Regions from separate parts of the Mus musculus genome. Here region 1 is linked to region 2. The links are chromatin contacts, called in public targeted proximity ligation maps. All regions are on one chromosome and are shown on one strand. The core of a region is the stretch at or near the end of the contact, and the rest is flanking DNA. Distances in the headings are between cores, read along the strand shown.

Region 1 (6,907 bases), core at 2,958-5,457, 200 kb after region 2:
TACTCGGTCACTTGCCTGAGCAACTGGTTTGAGTTTCATATTGATCAGCAAGCGTCTCCGAGGTGTGCTGTGCGTTACTTGTGAAATACTGCCCCCAATCCTTCCTACCTCCTGCAAACACTGAGTGGTGGTCCACAGGGCACATGCAGGAAACAGAGAGGGCAAACTCCTCAGACAAGAGCAAAGGGGACAAACACAATCCAGAATCTTCAAAGCCATTGCCAGCAAGCATGAGGGTTCTGTCTCCAGAGAATGAGCCCATTTGTCACTGATGGAAAAACAAGAGTTTTTTTCTACTTTGCCAAATAAGAATGTGCCTGGCACATGGCCAGTACATCATACACAGCCATCCTTTGTACCAAAAGGATTAAGTCCAGGACCCACAAGGGAGAGCAAAATCTGAGGGTGTTTACAACCCTTCTTTAAACATTGTAAAGTCTGCATATAGCCCACCACCCCAATACATAAATGCACACATACACATTCCAACCTATGGTAGCCTTCTAGTGATTTACAATACCCAACCCCACACAAATGCTATGCAAATAGCCCCTGCCCTGCCTTATTTAAGAATAAAAACAAGAAAAACCTATATGTTTCAAACAGTTTTTTTTTTCAGGTCATTTTACTTCATAATTTGTGGATGAATGTGGAAACCAAGTATATAGGGATGATTTAATTGATAGATAAAAAGAATATTTGAAATCACTTGTAGAATATCCAGTATATGAAATTTTTTACCACCACCCCTGACCACGCATACCTAATTAAGAACACCCCCCCCTTTATTTTTTTTCATTTTATGCAGCCAGTCAAGTTCTGTTGTGTTGCAGTTTGTCTAGCAACTTGCTCTAAAGAGTTCTGAGCATGACCAATGTCAGAAAATCTAGGTTTTTAGCTGAGAAGACCACAACAAACCCAGAACAAGGGTTGAGGCAGCTGTGTGACCTCAGGAGGCAGAATGTCAAAAGTCCACAGAAAGAAAGGTCACCTCAGGGGCCCCAGTTGGCTACAAAGACTCTAGGAGCTTGAAGAAGGGCATTGAAATAGGGGCAGAGGTTGAATTTCAGAGAGACAGAAAAACAGACCAAGATTTAGAGGCAGAAATAAGCAGTGTTTGCTGATGGTGAGGAGAGCGCCAGTAGGAAACAAGGCTCATTACAGGGTGGGGCTTCCTGGGGGAAAGGGTAATAAGTGGCCTGAGAAGCCGATCTGTTACATAGAGGACTCATTCTGGCTCATGAGTAAGAATGGCAGAAGTGTCTTCGGTGTGGCGGGAATTCACCCCAGGATTCTTTTAAAGAGCATGCTCCCCCTGACATTGAGTTAATGATTTCATTTGCACTCAGCTTTCCAATATCCCATCTCAGTGGTTCCCAACTTATGGACCACAGAGTTATGGCAGAGGTCCCCGAAGTCATATAAGCACTGTCTAGAGAACAGCGAATGACTTGCTCCGGGTATATTGCCACTACTTTGTCCTAATATGTGGAGGTACCGTAAGACATAAAATGCAAATTCATTCCAAAGTAACGGTAGCCTGAGTTGCCCCAGGCATCAGCCTGTGGCAACACACAGAGTCACTTTAACAATAACCGAAATGTCACTGCCTTGCATCTCCCCTGCTGTTCACCCAGGGCTTCTGCCTACAGCAAACTGCCCACTCTAGGATGCCTAGTGATTTTGCATATGGTCCTAGAAACAAATCCATCCTCCCCAGAGAGCCACTGGGTGGCGCTACATCTGCATTGACCTGGCATCACCATAGGTTGGTTGCTTAGGAGTAGGGCAAAGATGCAGGATTGTTACATGGCACAGCGGGGAGCAGACACCTCATTATTCTGAGCTAGTATTCCCCAAACACTAATGCTTTACTGAGGATTGTTTTCTAAATAGCTTTTCCAGTTTTTACTTAATGGCCCTTAAACTTTAAGCAGAAAAAGTAGTATTTATACATTGATCATTCTAACACAACAGCGGGGACATATTCCCTCCTGTCCAGTACCCAAGATCCCTTCTCACGACCCTTTGTGACCAGCATTTAAGCTTGTAGGTATATAAGGAAATAATGCATAGCTCGGTAGATGATTTGCAAGTGTGAAAAGGTAGAAACACAGAGGTCTGTAGACTACAGGTAGAAGTGAAGAGCTTTGTAGACTACAGGTAGACAGACATCAAAGGCAATGAGGTTAGCATCCAAATTCTAGTAATGGAGATCCCTGGGTCACACTGATACGTCAAATTAGCCAGTTAACATACATCAGCTACACTGTGTCCCCCATCTTAGAAGTAGGAGCTGAGGAAGATACCCACATGTGTGTATATATTTGCAAAGTGAGCTCCTGAGGTGTCGACACCCTCTCTCATCCTTACTGAGGACTGCTTTCTTAGCACTCAGATTCTTTTATGGAACTAACTAGAGCAAGGCGCTTATGTTGGGAGTGGCCCCACCCACATCTTGTGCCAGGGATGGAACCCAGACTGCCATGCATGCTGGACAAGCACTCTACTTCTGGGCTGCACCCCAGCCCTGGACTGGGGGATTGCAAAAGATGGATTATTGCCCAAACTGCCTTACTAAATGAGATAAGAAATTATAAATAAAGATTGATGGGCAGACCAGAAACAGGGGTTGGGGGGGGGGGAACCTCTGGTTTTCAAAAGAGACAGATCCTAGAACAAATACCTCCAGGCTTGGGCAAAGCAGGAGCAAAGTGTTTGTCACATGACATTTTATCTTCAGTTGAGCAAGAGAATCACTCCAACTCCACGATGAAGTGTGAGGGCCCTCCAGTGTGTTCGGGGAGTCAGATCTCTTTCTTTTACATGTTTCTCTACTGTCCATTAAATGGGGGCAAGAGGACCAGCTTAAGGTTGCAAACAAATGAAAAAGTACAAGGAAGTAAGCCCAAGAAATAGTCTCTCCATGCTTGCCTCTGCAAATGTAAGTTAGCTAAAGACGAACTGCTCTACGATTAATATGGACTGCATTCGGAATGTTAGCAGGCAAGGGGTTTACTCCTGATCGGGGCCAGTGTTATCATACTTGAGACAAGCAGAGTGTCTAGAGCACAACATTTAAGGAAGCATGGGTTTGCAGGGTCTTACTCTCAGAGATGACAGCAGAACAGCCTGCAAGGGAATACTCCTCCTTAAATTTTGGGTCTCAGCCACGCTGCCTGCTTCACTCTAGTCTAGTCCTTGGCTCTTCCTGGCCCAGTCAAATTTCATTCCACCTCAAACTCAGACACAATTTGCCACATACATGATTTAGAATTCTTGGTCATTTCAAAGATACATTTCACTGGGTATTCATAACAGCCTCTGTGGCACATCAGACTACACTCCCCATTCTACAGAGAACAGGGAAGGTCAGGAGTCTTGTCCAAGGTAGCATTTTGGGGCCATGGCAGGCAAGCTCCACCCACGCCAGTCACCCAAAGACTGCTTCCAAAAGTATTTGGTGTTGTGTTCGATTGCCTCGTGAATTCATTTCTGGAGTGAAACCAACTCAAAGTTTCATATGGCCCATCCAAAGGTGCTGTATCTCTTCATTTGCCCCCTCCAGATCCACAGAGTATAGAGAGGAAGAGTTTAGCCAAGGTTGCTGGCTGCTTAGAATAAATGCCTATGAATTCTCCACCCCCTGAAGCCTTCCACAAAGGCCACAAGCTCCCAGCTGCAACCCTGTGTGGATGGGCAGCCAGGAAAGGCACTTGCCTAGGAGGCCTTAAAATCAGTCACAGCTGGGATCCATACTGCCCTAGCTTTCTGTAGCTCTGGCTTTTCCCTGACTGAAGAACAAAAAATACCATCAGTTGTGGGCCCACTAGCTGGAACTCAGCCATGGGGCCTGATTAGAGTGTTAATTCACCCAGCCCATGAAGCACTCTGTATATTATCCAGCCAATGTTTCAGGGTACCACTAAATTTCATCAAAGTGAAAAAGCCTTCCCCACATCCTCTACAGATTTCTTGTTCTTGGTTCTCAAAGTGATACGTTTAAGAACTGAAAATAAAATGAACTCATTTGCAAATTGTGCTTTTGTGTTCGTGTGTGTGTGTGTGTGTGTGTGTGTGTGTGTGTGTGTGTGTGCAAGTGCAGATCTATATCACCCTTGTCAGAATTCATTGTTATGTGAGTTCTTTCCTGAAGCCTGGATCTAAGGCTCGGCTCGGTTGCATAAAGCTTTGCCTCCCTCTGCTGTCGAGAAGAAGAATCAAGTGTGGCAAACATAAACTCCGAATTGGAGAGACCATTGGAAGGAAACTGTACCTAGGGGTGTTTGTATACGCTGCATAAAGTGGCTGTAACAAGGGCCTAGCATCACAGTATTATCCACATAGCACTTGATTTACAACTTCTCAGGAAAAGTCAACTTCAAACCCAATAAGAACAGATTGGGACGGATTGCATGCTCACCTGCAGAGCAGAACAAAATCAATCAAGTGATTCTTTGGTCACTGGACTAAAAGATTCAAGATTGATTTTTTTCCCCTTTTAGTAAAATATGAAACTCCCTGGAAACTTTAAGTATTACTGGAGTCCTGTATCGTATGAGGATTCATGTGGCAAGAGCGTAGCAATTTGTCTAAAAAACTTTCCTTCGACAACTCTAGAGATGGCTGAATTTGCATGAGCTCATCGGGCAATGATTTTTGAAAGCATTAACCTCAGAAAGAAGGGAGGGTAGAGGTTTCCTGCTAAGTACCAGGGATCTCAATCATAAAATTAAATATTCCCTCGCAGACTTCGTGGTATGGTAATCAGCTATGACCTCTTGCAATAGTCGGTGATCTGCGGGGAATTCTGAATGTCTAAGGAGCTTGATTTTGTCCTCAATGTGCCACACATAATGGGAAGCTGCTTTACAGGAAGTTTCTCCTCCTGTGGAAGATGCCTGGACACTGCAGATATCAGCAAAGCCCAGCCAGGCCTATCTCACTTATAGGCTGAGTCCCTTGCATACGCAGTGGCGCCTCTTTAATGAATGTTTCTACTCTTGAACATACAGTCATCCTAGGTAAGCATTTTGTGTCCTCAGCCAAGGTCAAAGAAACAAACAGGGGTCCAGAGGTGTTTTAAGAGCAAGACCCATGCCTGCCAATCACAGCTGGCTTAACACTCTACTCTCGGCCTGTGGGAAGGGTGGCCTGAGAGCAATGCTTCTATGGAGCTGAGAATTGCCTGCAAAGCTCCCCCACACAACTCTAATACCCTTCCCAGAATTCAGACCTATTCCAAGCTCTAAGTTGTGTTTCTTCTAAATTTTCATTTTATGTATTTGAAGAAGGGGGCAGAGGCATGAGTGTGTCCCAGTACACACATGTGGAGGTCAGGAGACAGAAACAGGCTCTCTCCTTCCAGCCTGTGAGTAAAATGGATAGAAGTCAGGTAATCAAGCTTGGCTGTAGACAACTTTACCTGCTGAGCCATCTTGCTACCCCCCCCCCAGCAGTCCTCTTTTCAACAAATGATTTTTTTTTTCAGTACGTAGGACCGCATGCATGTGAGGCAAGCTAATTTTTGCCACTCAGCTACAACATCAGCCCTCTAAGTAATGTTTCTCACCTAAGACAAAGAGCAACACATTAGCCAAGAGGCAGCAGGGTAGACACAGATAGCACATTGGATGTTGTTGACCATAAGGTCTCTATCCCAGTGACTCAAATGGAGACAAGTCATCTTACCGGTGACTAGGAAACACTATGGTGTAACACTGTATTTATAAGCAGAGGTGACTGGCCGTTATTTGTGATTCCCTATCTCAGACCACTCAGAATGCCACTTAAAAAAAGACACGAATGCTTGTTGTCACCTTGTTGAGGTCGGGTCTCAAGCAGGTGATCTATGTGAGACTCTTCCAAACACCATGAAACCCCACTTCCAGCATGAAGCAATGTTAGACTTGCCCCTCCTTCCTCCCTCCTTCATTAGGGAATACTTTCAAAGTCAGATTCACACTTGTGTCCTCCTTCATCTACACCACTGAATGATGGAGGGGAAGGAGGACACTGGTGGGTCAGGCATAGGCAGAAGTGAAGCTATCAAGTCATCTCACTGGCTTTGGTAGCAGAATTCCAAAATAGCTCAAAGATGCTCCTTTCCAGTGTCATATACCATCTCCCAGTCATCCAATCACATGGGACTGACTGGATAAGATGGGCTCTTTAAACCTGGGTCTAGAGGTCAGAGACAGGCCAGGGAGAATCTAAGCATAAGAGAGATGGTGTAGGAATATCACCAGGCTGGCAGAAAAGAAGATACACTACATAGACACTGTGCCCCTGAATTTGGCTACCAGACTATTGAAACAGTGGTCTTCATGAACTTGGAATATCTCATGAAATCTCATGTTGGGAGAAGTAAAAGGCTGAAGCTTAGTATCAGCCAGAGTCTTCACTCTGTCTGACAGTTTATCAGACCACCACCCAGGAGCTAAGACAGGGACAAGTAAGTGATGGGCAGGATCACGCCTTGACCAGGACTGCCCGATCTCGACACTAGCAACTCCAGTAACTGGAAGAATCCATGGTTGGTTTCAAAGTTGTGGGGCCATGAGATACAGAATGTGCGGGGACTCTAGGAGCTGAGTACTCTCAACTGAAAACATTAAAGTAAGGGGTCCTTTCATTGCATCCATAAGGAGTGGGTTCTGCCAACAGTGGGTAAATGATGAGCTGACCAACTGGGTGGACACAGAGCTCCAGATGAGAGCCACAGCCTTAGGCCAACACCACACATGCACAGCAGGAAACATACCCATAGTGCACCCATTTTTTTAAGCTACAAAAATGTTGGGATAACAAATTAACATCTGGTCAACTGCTAAGTATGTGATGACATGGTACATAGAAGTAGAAAATGATGCAGACAGGCCTCTGGCTTTGATGTCTAGGTCACTAC
Region 2 (6,892 bases), core at 3,192-5,691:
GTCTCTGTCTCTGTCTGTCTCTCTGTCTCTGTCTGTCTGTCTGTCTGTCTGTCTGTCTCTCTCTCTCTCTCTCTCTCTCTCTCTCACACACACACACACACACACACACACACACACACACACACACACACACATTCACAGAGACAGCATCCCATAAAATACAACCTAACATTTCCTTATGAATTTTCATACTCCTCTGTGATCCATCACAGCAGTTATTACACCCCAAACTATCATCCATCACGGAGAGCACTACAGGCAACCAGAGGATGAGAGGATGTGCAAGCCCTGCTCCCAGGGCTCCCCCCTCCCTCACAAGCTATAAACTGAAAGCTCACTGAAGAACCAAGTACTGAGGTTGCAGTCATTTAGCAGACCTTTCCTGCAGGGATGGGCCTGGCAGGGCAATCCCCGTTGTGCCAGGGAATCCACTTAGAGTGTGCATACCGGGAGTGCAGAGCAGCCCCCAGCAGCAGACTGAGTTGTTGCATCCAAGAGGCTGGGAATGCTCCAGATCTCCCTCCTGTGGCTCCACCTTCTGCATAAATGAAATGGGCAATCCTTTTCCACTGCTGTTCTTTCTCAGAAAGTACTGATTTCCATCTGCCTCCATCAGGTCTTTCCTCATCCTAGGAACCTTGGGAGAGAGTGAACAAAAAGAAACAGAAGAGAGAGGGAGACAAAGGAAAGAGTAACTGGCCCTCCACATACATCTTCCCATTTCATCTAAGCAGGAACTCTAAGAGCTTTGAATACTGTCACTTTACAAATGAAAACAAAAAGTGTTACTTGTGCTTCTACTGTGAGATTATTATATATATATGCTTTTTTCTCTCTCTCAAAAAGTCAGCTAGACTAGAGCTAAGGACAGCAGCCTACAATCACCCCTGCATTCCTAAGAGCTATAGGCCTTGCTAAGTGGTGCCATCCATACTCTGTTTGGACCCTCTGGCCCACTCATACACATAAGTACAGACAGACCAGCTCTCGGTGTGAAAGAGACCAACAAGTTAAGAAGTTCCTCTATGCAATTGGGGTTTTTACAAGTGGGGGTAGGGCACTGAGAGGCTTGCTAAGTTTAAGACATTCATTAGACCATGCAGATGCAATTGGGTACGTGGGCCGCATAGTTTAAAGATGTAGGAGAGACCTGGAGATCTGTCCTTTATACAACAGTGGTTGTGATTGCTGCCTGAAGGCTAGAAATTCTCTCTCTCTCTCTCTCTCTATCTCTCTCTCTCTCTCTCTCTCTGTGTGTGTGTGTGTGTGTATGTGTGTGTGTGTGTGTGTGTGTGTGTGTATTAGTACACATGTAGGGATGCACACACACATGGAGGCCAGGGTAAATGCTGGGTGTCTTTCTTAATAGCTTTTCCACCTTATTTTTGAGACAGTCTCTCTTACCAAACATAGACTTCATGGATCAACTTGAATTTTCTGGCCAGCTACTAAGATTGTAGGTGCATCCTACCATACCTAGCTTTTTATATGGGTGCTGGGGAGTCCAAACTTAAATCCTATTGCTTGCATGGTGAGTATTTTACCAACTGAGCCATCTGCCTGGTAGCAGTTTCTGTTCATCCTCCCAGAACATGGCCTTGCAGGGATGTATGGGCCTCCTACCTATGCAGCACAAGTCCACAAGGAGAGCTGCTATTTGTCTTGATTGATGGAAGCCTAAGAGAGATTCTTGCTGGGCACGTAGACTCCAGCACCGAGAGACTATGAAGCAAACTACCATGGGCAAAGTTTAAAGATGGACTTAAGAGATCAGCATCTGGGTATTGCTTGCTACAGGGCCTATCCATGGATGGTATAAAGGACCAGTAAGCAGCCAAAGGAAAGCTACAAGTAGCACCAACCAGCTCAAGACTTGCCCCTCTTCTTTCACACTTGCTGCCCTTCTCCCAATTCCAGGGAACCCATACAGAGGACAAAAACCAAGAAAGCCGGGATGGAACAAAACGTGTCTACTTTCCCATTCAGGGAATAAGCTGGGAGGGATAGAGATAGTGGAAAAGAAGAAGGGCAGGAGGAGGAGGAGGAGAAGGAAGGGGAAGAGGAGGAGAAGGGGGAAGAGGAAAAGGAGGGGAAAGAGGAGGGGGGAGGAAGAAGGCAACAAGGAGGAGAAGAAAGAAAGAAAGAAAGAGAGAGAGAGAGAGAGAGAGAGAGAGAGAGAGAGAGAGAGAGAGAGAGGAGGGAGGGAGGGAGGGAGGGAGGGAGGGAGGGAGGGAGGGAGAAAATCTTCCTATAATGGATAAAATGGACTTTACTAGAAAGTTTTCCATGCCCCCAAGTGAATTTTAATCATTCAAATGATCAACAACTGAAAACAAGTTCTAGGAGGGTCAGCTGGACATTGATACATTGATACAGGCTATGTGGAAATAACAGAAAACAGACAGGTGACTCCAGAAGCAGACTTCTCTTTAATCAGAACACTGAAGGGCCACAGAATCTCAGCCAAAGTGACAGGTCTTAAGGTTTTATAGGACAAGGAAGGGGGAACTTTGGGGATAGAAGATACCTCTGCAGGTCAGTTTCCCTGCAGTCTGGAAGTGGCCAATATCACTTGGTATTGTGGGTCTCCTGATCAGAACTTCAGTTATCACTTCAAATCAACTTTCCTATGCAGAGCTTCTCAGTCGACCCGAGGCTTTTAGGCCATTAACCCAAGGTTCTACACCAGCCAACTTAATGAAGCCTAAGATGGGACACATATAGACTGAAGGTTGAGCGAACAATAGAAAAAGGGTTTTTCCACTTGGAGCGTGTGAACAGCAGTGTAGACAGTTGTTAATTGTGTCAACCAGCACAGATGTCTACAAAGTCCGACTCTGAGCTTTGTCTTTCCGTTCCAAGGACAGGATTGTGTCTTGTTTACCTGCAGCTGAAAACCAAAGTCAACTGCAGTGCTAAGCCTGGGCTGTCCCTTGGGGGTGTCTTCTTCCCCTGGCTATCAGCACCATCCGACTTGCATTGCTTTGAGAACTGAAGAGCTACACTTAGGAATTCACAAGGGTCTTTTAATGCACAAGGGTCCAGAGCCATCTAATTCTGTTCACTACTGCATCAAAGCTGTGCATGAGAACACCTTGGCTGTCAACTTAGTGGCAGAAAGGACCAGCCAAGAGTGCTCTGTAATTTTCTGACAATTGTGTCTCTGTTAAAAATAAAATATGATGTATAGTGTGACATTTGCCCCCTTTACACTGACCCAGCCCATGCGACTCTCAGTGTGCTTGCACATGCATGCAAGTCTTTTGTATGTAGCAGCAACTGCCGTGTGTTTCTATAACAACCTCCATTAGAGCCCTTCCTTCTTAACCCTGTTGTTAGGCTACTGGAGGTCTCCCCAGGAAGGACCTAGCTGGGGTGGATTTAGCAAGAATTCTCATGGGTTGGTTTGACTAAGAATCCCCCCTGAGGTGGCATCTTCTCTTTACTGCCCACTCTGCGGGCCATCCCAGGCTGCCTGATAAATTTGTAACTAAGAGCTGTCACCCTCCCCGCTGAGGTTGCCCAGAGAAACTGGGTCTCCTCTTTAACAAGTGTCACCTATTCCTGTCCCTGAGGTTGCACCACTGACTTGGACTATGCTGAAGGTGACAAGGACAGCTAACTCCCTGGTCGTGGAGGGCTTTGCCAAGCCTCACTTTTCTTTCACGGACGCCTAAAACACTCTTTGATTCTCATCCCAGCTGGTCATTTAAAATAAACAAAGAAAAGGAAAAGGTTTGAAAGACACAACACAAATAAAATGTTCCTAACTGGACAATCAGTATGCATGATAAAGAACAGCCCTGCATTGATGGCCAGGGAGGAGGAAGGAAGGGATGGGGAAGGAAGCAGAGGAGGAAGAAGGGTTAGCCAAGTTAATGGTATACACTAAATGTTATAGCTTTATAAACTTACAGACGTGCAAAAAAGATCTCCATGTATACAATGCTTTAAAAAGAAATGAATTCAACTCCAACTGGCTTTGTGGCTGCCTTAGGAAAGAAAGAAAGAAAGAAAGAAAGGAGGGAGGGAGGGAGGGAGGGAGGGAGGGAGGGAGGAAGGAAGGAAGGAAGGAAAGAGAGAGAGAGGCAAATAAATGATGTTACCAGCGCTCCTTGCAATGTTTTAAAATGAATAAATAAAAGCTTCCCTGCCAACTTTTTTTTTATTATTATGTCTGTCTCTGACTTTTTAAATGCTTTCCCTAAAAATGTTTTCATGCTTCCTTCTCCCTGGACGTTTTACAGTCTGCCTTCCTAAATTTCACTGGAGACCTGCAAATCAAGCTGTGTCTTGCTGGTTTGATAGCTGCTTTTACGCAGCCCAGCGGAAAGCAGCGCCTTAGCATCATTCTTGCTGCGAAGAGAGTTTATTAGTCAGGCCTCCCCTGCTTGGCTGGCAGGAAGACGTGCTAGGAAGGCCAGAGCCATCTTGGCCGGGCCCAGGGAAGGCAGGCAGGTGTCTGGATCAGGCCCCTCTGCAGTGACCTTCTGTCTCATAGCAACAACACAGGAAATCACCTCCTTCCCCAGACACCATTTCACATCCATGCTTGCTTCCTGCCCTGATTGGGAGGAGAAAAGGGAAAGTGAGCAGAGACAGGAGATGAAAAATTCTTGTTTTGCAATCCTATTAATTAGTCCTGGAGGATTTTTTTTCAGCTGCTTCTGCTGGCAGGAAGGCCTGGGAAAAGGAGTCCTCGGGCTTGCCGCACTGGCCACTGGAGCCAGCTCCCTACTTGAAATTCAAATGAGAACCGCTCTGACCTTTCCTGTCATATATTTTATTTCAGAGACAGTTTACAAGGCCTCTCCACCATGCAGGTCATGTTTTAGTTTAAACAGAAATCCTCTCGTAGGTGTTGGATGCGAGTTAATGATTACACCGAAATCACTCTAATTAGGCTCTGTTGTTACACGCTGCCCTTTGGGGGTTGCTGCTGTTGTCACATACAGTATTTTGTAGAAAAATAATTGGCCTGAGCTTTCTTCCTCCCTTTCTCACACCTCTCTCTCTCTCTCTCTCTCTCTCTCTCTCTCTCTCTCTCTCTCTCTCTCTCTCTCTCTTCTGTTCTTTGATCTTTCAGCACTTGATGAGGAAGATCTTTTACCTCTCTGGTCCTTATGAACTTTTAAGAGGGCATCAGGCTGACAGCCAGAGCCAGGAGATGGAAGGGAGGCAGGGCCTTACCAAGCAGGCCTGCTTGCCTCTTGGGGTCAGAGAGAGGAGAACAGGCAGGGCTCCTGCCAAGGGACTCCCTCAAGCATCTTTTGTTCTCTGGGCATGCACAGAGGCTGAGATGTTGGAGTGGCTGGGCTGGATGAGGTTTATTTATTGCTTTATTTATTATTTACCTGCCATTATGCATCTGCCCCACTCACATGGTCTTCTCTAGGAGACTGACATCTCTGTGAAGATGAGGTGGATATGGACTTGAAGCCAAGAGAACCAGAGCTTTGCCAGAACAGCTGCAAGTCAGGGTGGTGGAGGGCCTTAGATGAAGACTTTAAACGGGGGGGGGGGGGGGGGGCGGTAAAGGAAATAACAAATTAAGGCTTCTAGCAAACTGAAAAGGGTGCTGGCCACCCACGCCTGTAACCCAGGACTTGCGTAGTCTGTGAGGCTGGGTTACTCTTCCTAAAGTTACTTCCGGTCATAGAAGGAGTAGAGGGAAAGAAAACGTTCCTAAGCCAGCCTCTCATGATCATTTCCTATCTAGAGTCATCAGAGACTTAAGAAGGAAACCGTGAAAATCTTAAAGCTATTTGAGGCAGGTTTAAAAAAAGAAATTCAAACAACAACAACAACAAAAGACAATACTACAAAAGCATATGTGCTATTTACCTGTCTTAGCCTTTGCTGCCTGGATTGTCTGTCTAGCCCAGGAATTCACACCACTCAGTGAGATCCATGGACCAGCAGGGCCTGCTTCACCTTGGAGTTTGTAGAAAATTTAGGAACAGGCTCCAGCCTGATTGTTAAAATCAAATGCTCTCCCTCAAAAGGAGAGCTACCCAGTCTGAGAAGCCTCCTGTATCATTCCTGCCTTCAAGGGAACCACAGCAACTGTGATTCCCTCACAGGCCCGACTCCAAAATCCACATCATTTCCATACCAGCAAAGGAGCCGTGAGCTCCAAATCGCGTGCAGCTCACGCCAGGAGTGTTGGACAGAATGAGATGGTCACACCAGCTGGCTTTTTAACAACAAAGGCACTAAGGAAAAGCCTCCTGCAGCAACTCTACCGCTGTTAGGTGTTACACTTATTTCTATTGGAATAGGGTGGGGTGGGAACGCAAGGGCAGAACCCAGGGAAGTGGGGATCCCTTCAGGGTTCCTAGACTCATTAATAGAAGAACTTAAGAAGGGACTGGATCTGAAGTTCAAGGACATTTTTATTAGCATTTAAAAGACAGAAAAACAACAACAATAAAACAAACAAACAAACAAATAAATAAATAATAACTTAAAAAAAAGACAGAGTTAGGCAAGCCATAAACCTTGGCCACTGCCCAGAGGAAGAACACAGAGGAAAGAAGGAACAAAGGCCACGCCGTTTAAGCTGGCAAGGAGATCAGACACTTGGCAGACAAGCAGTCAGTCGCATGGTGAGAGGAGAGGTTTTTAGAGAAAAAGTAAGAAAACCCAAAATGTTAGGAAAACCCAACACGCTGAGGCATGGTTAGAAAAAAGAGAGAATGAGAGAAGCTCTGCTTTTCTGGGTAATAAAGAAAAGTGGGGGGCTGGTGAGATGGCTCAGTGGGTAAGAGCACCCGACTGCTCTTCCGAAGGTCAGGAGTTCAAATCCCAGCAACCACATGGTGGCTCACAACCATCTGTAACAAGATCTGACGCCCTCTTCTGGAGTGTCTGAAGACAGCTACAGTGTACT

Evidence for each region.
Region 1: a contact with region 2 is called in a targeted proximity ligation map of neural progenitor cells, with 6 times the contacts expected there. A contact is called at or near these places in 3 of 39 promoter capture datasets (embryonic stem cells, hippocampal neurons and liver), 11 of 484 Hi-C or Micro-C datasets (B cells, the G1E-ER4 cell line, the N1E-115 cell line and 6 more) and 3 of 130 datasets of targeted methods (large pre-B cells and neural progenitor cells).

What each region holds. Positions count from the first base shown.
Region 1 is chr19:15,865,319-15,872,225 of GRCm38.p6, forward strand. No RefSeq gene overlaps it. Among named protein-coding and RNA genes, the nearest start is that of Psat1, 56 kb to the right of the region's middle.
Region 2 is chr19:15,663,595-15,670,486 of GRCm38.p6, forward strand. Gm31733 (a long non-coding RNA gene) reads right to left here and starts at 752. Exons shown (of 3, transcript XR_001782719.1): 1 at 448-752.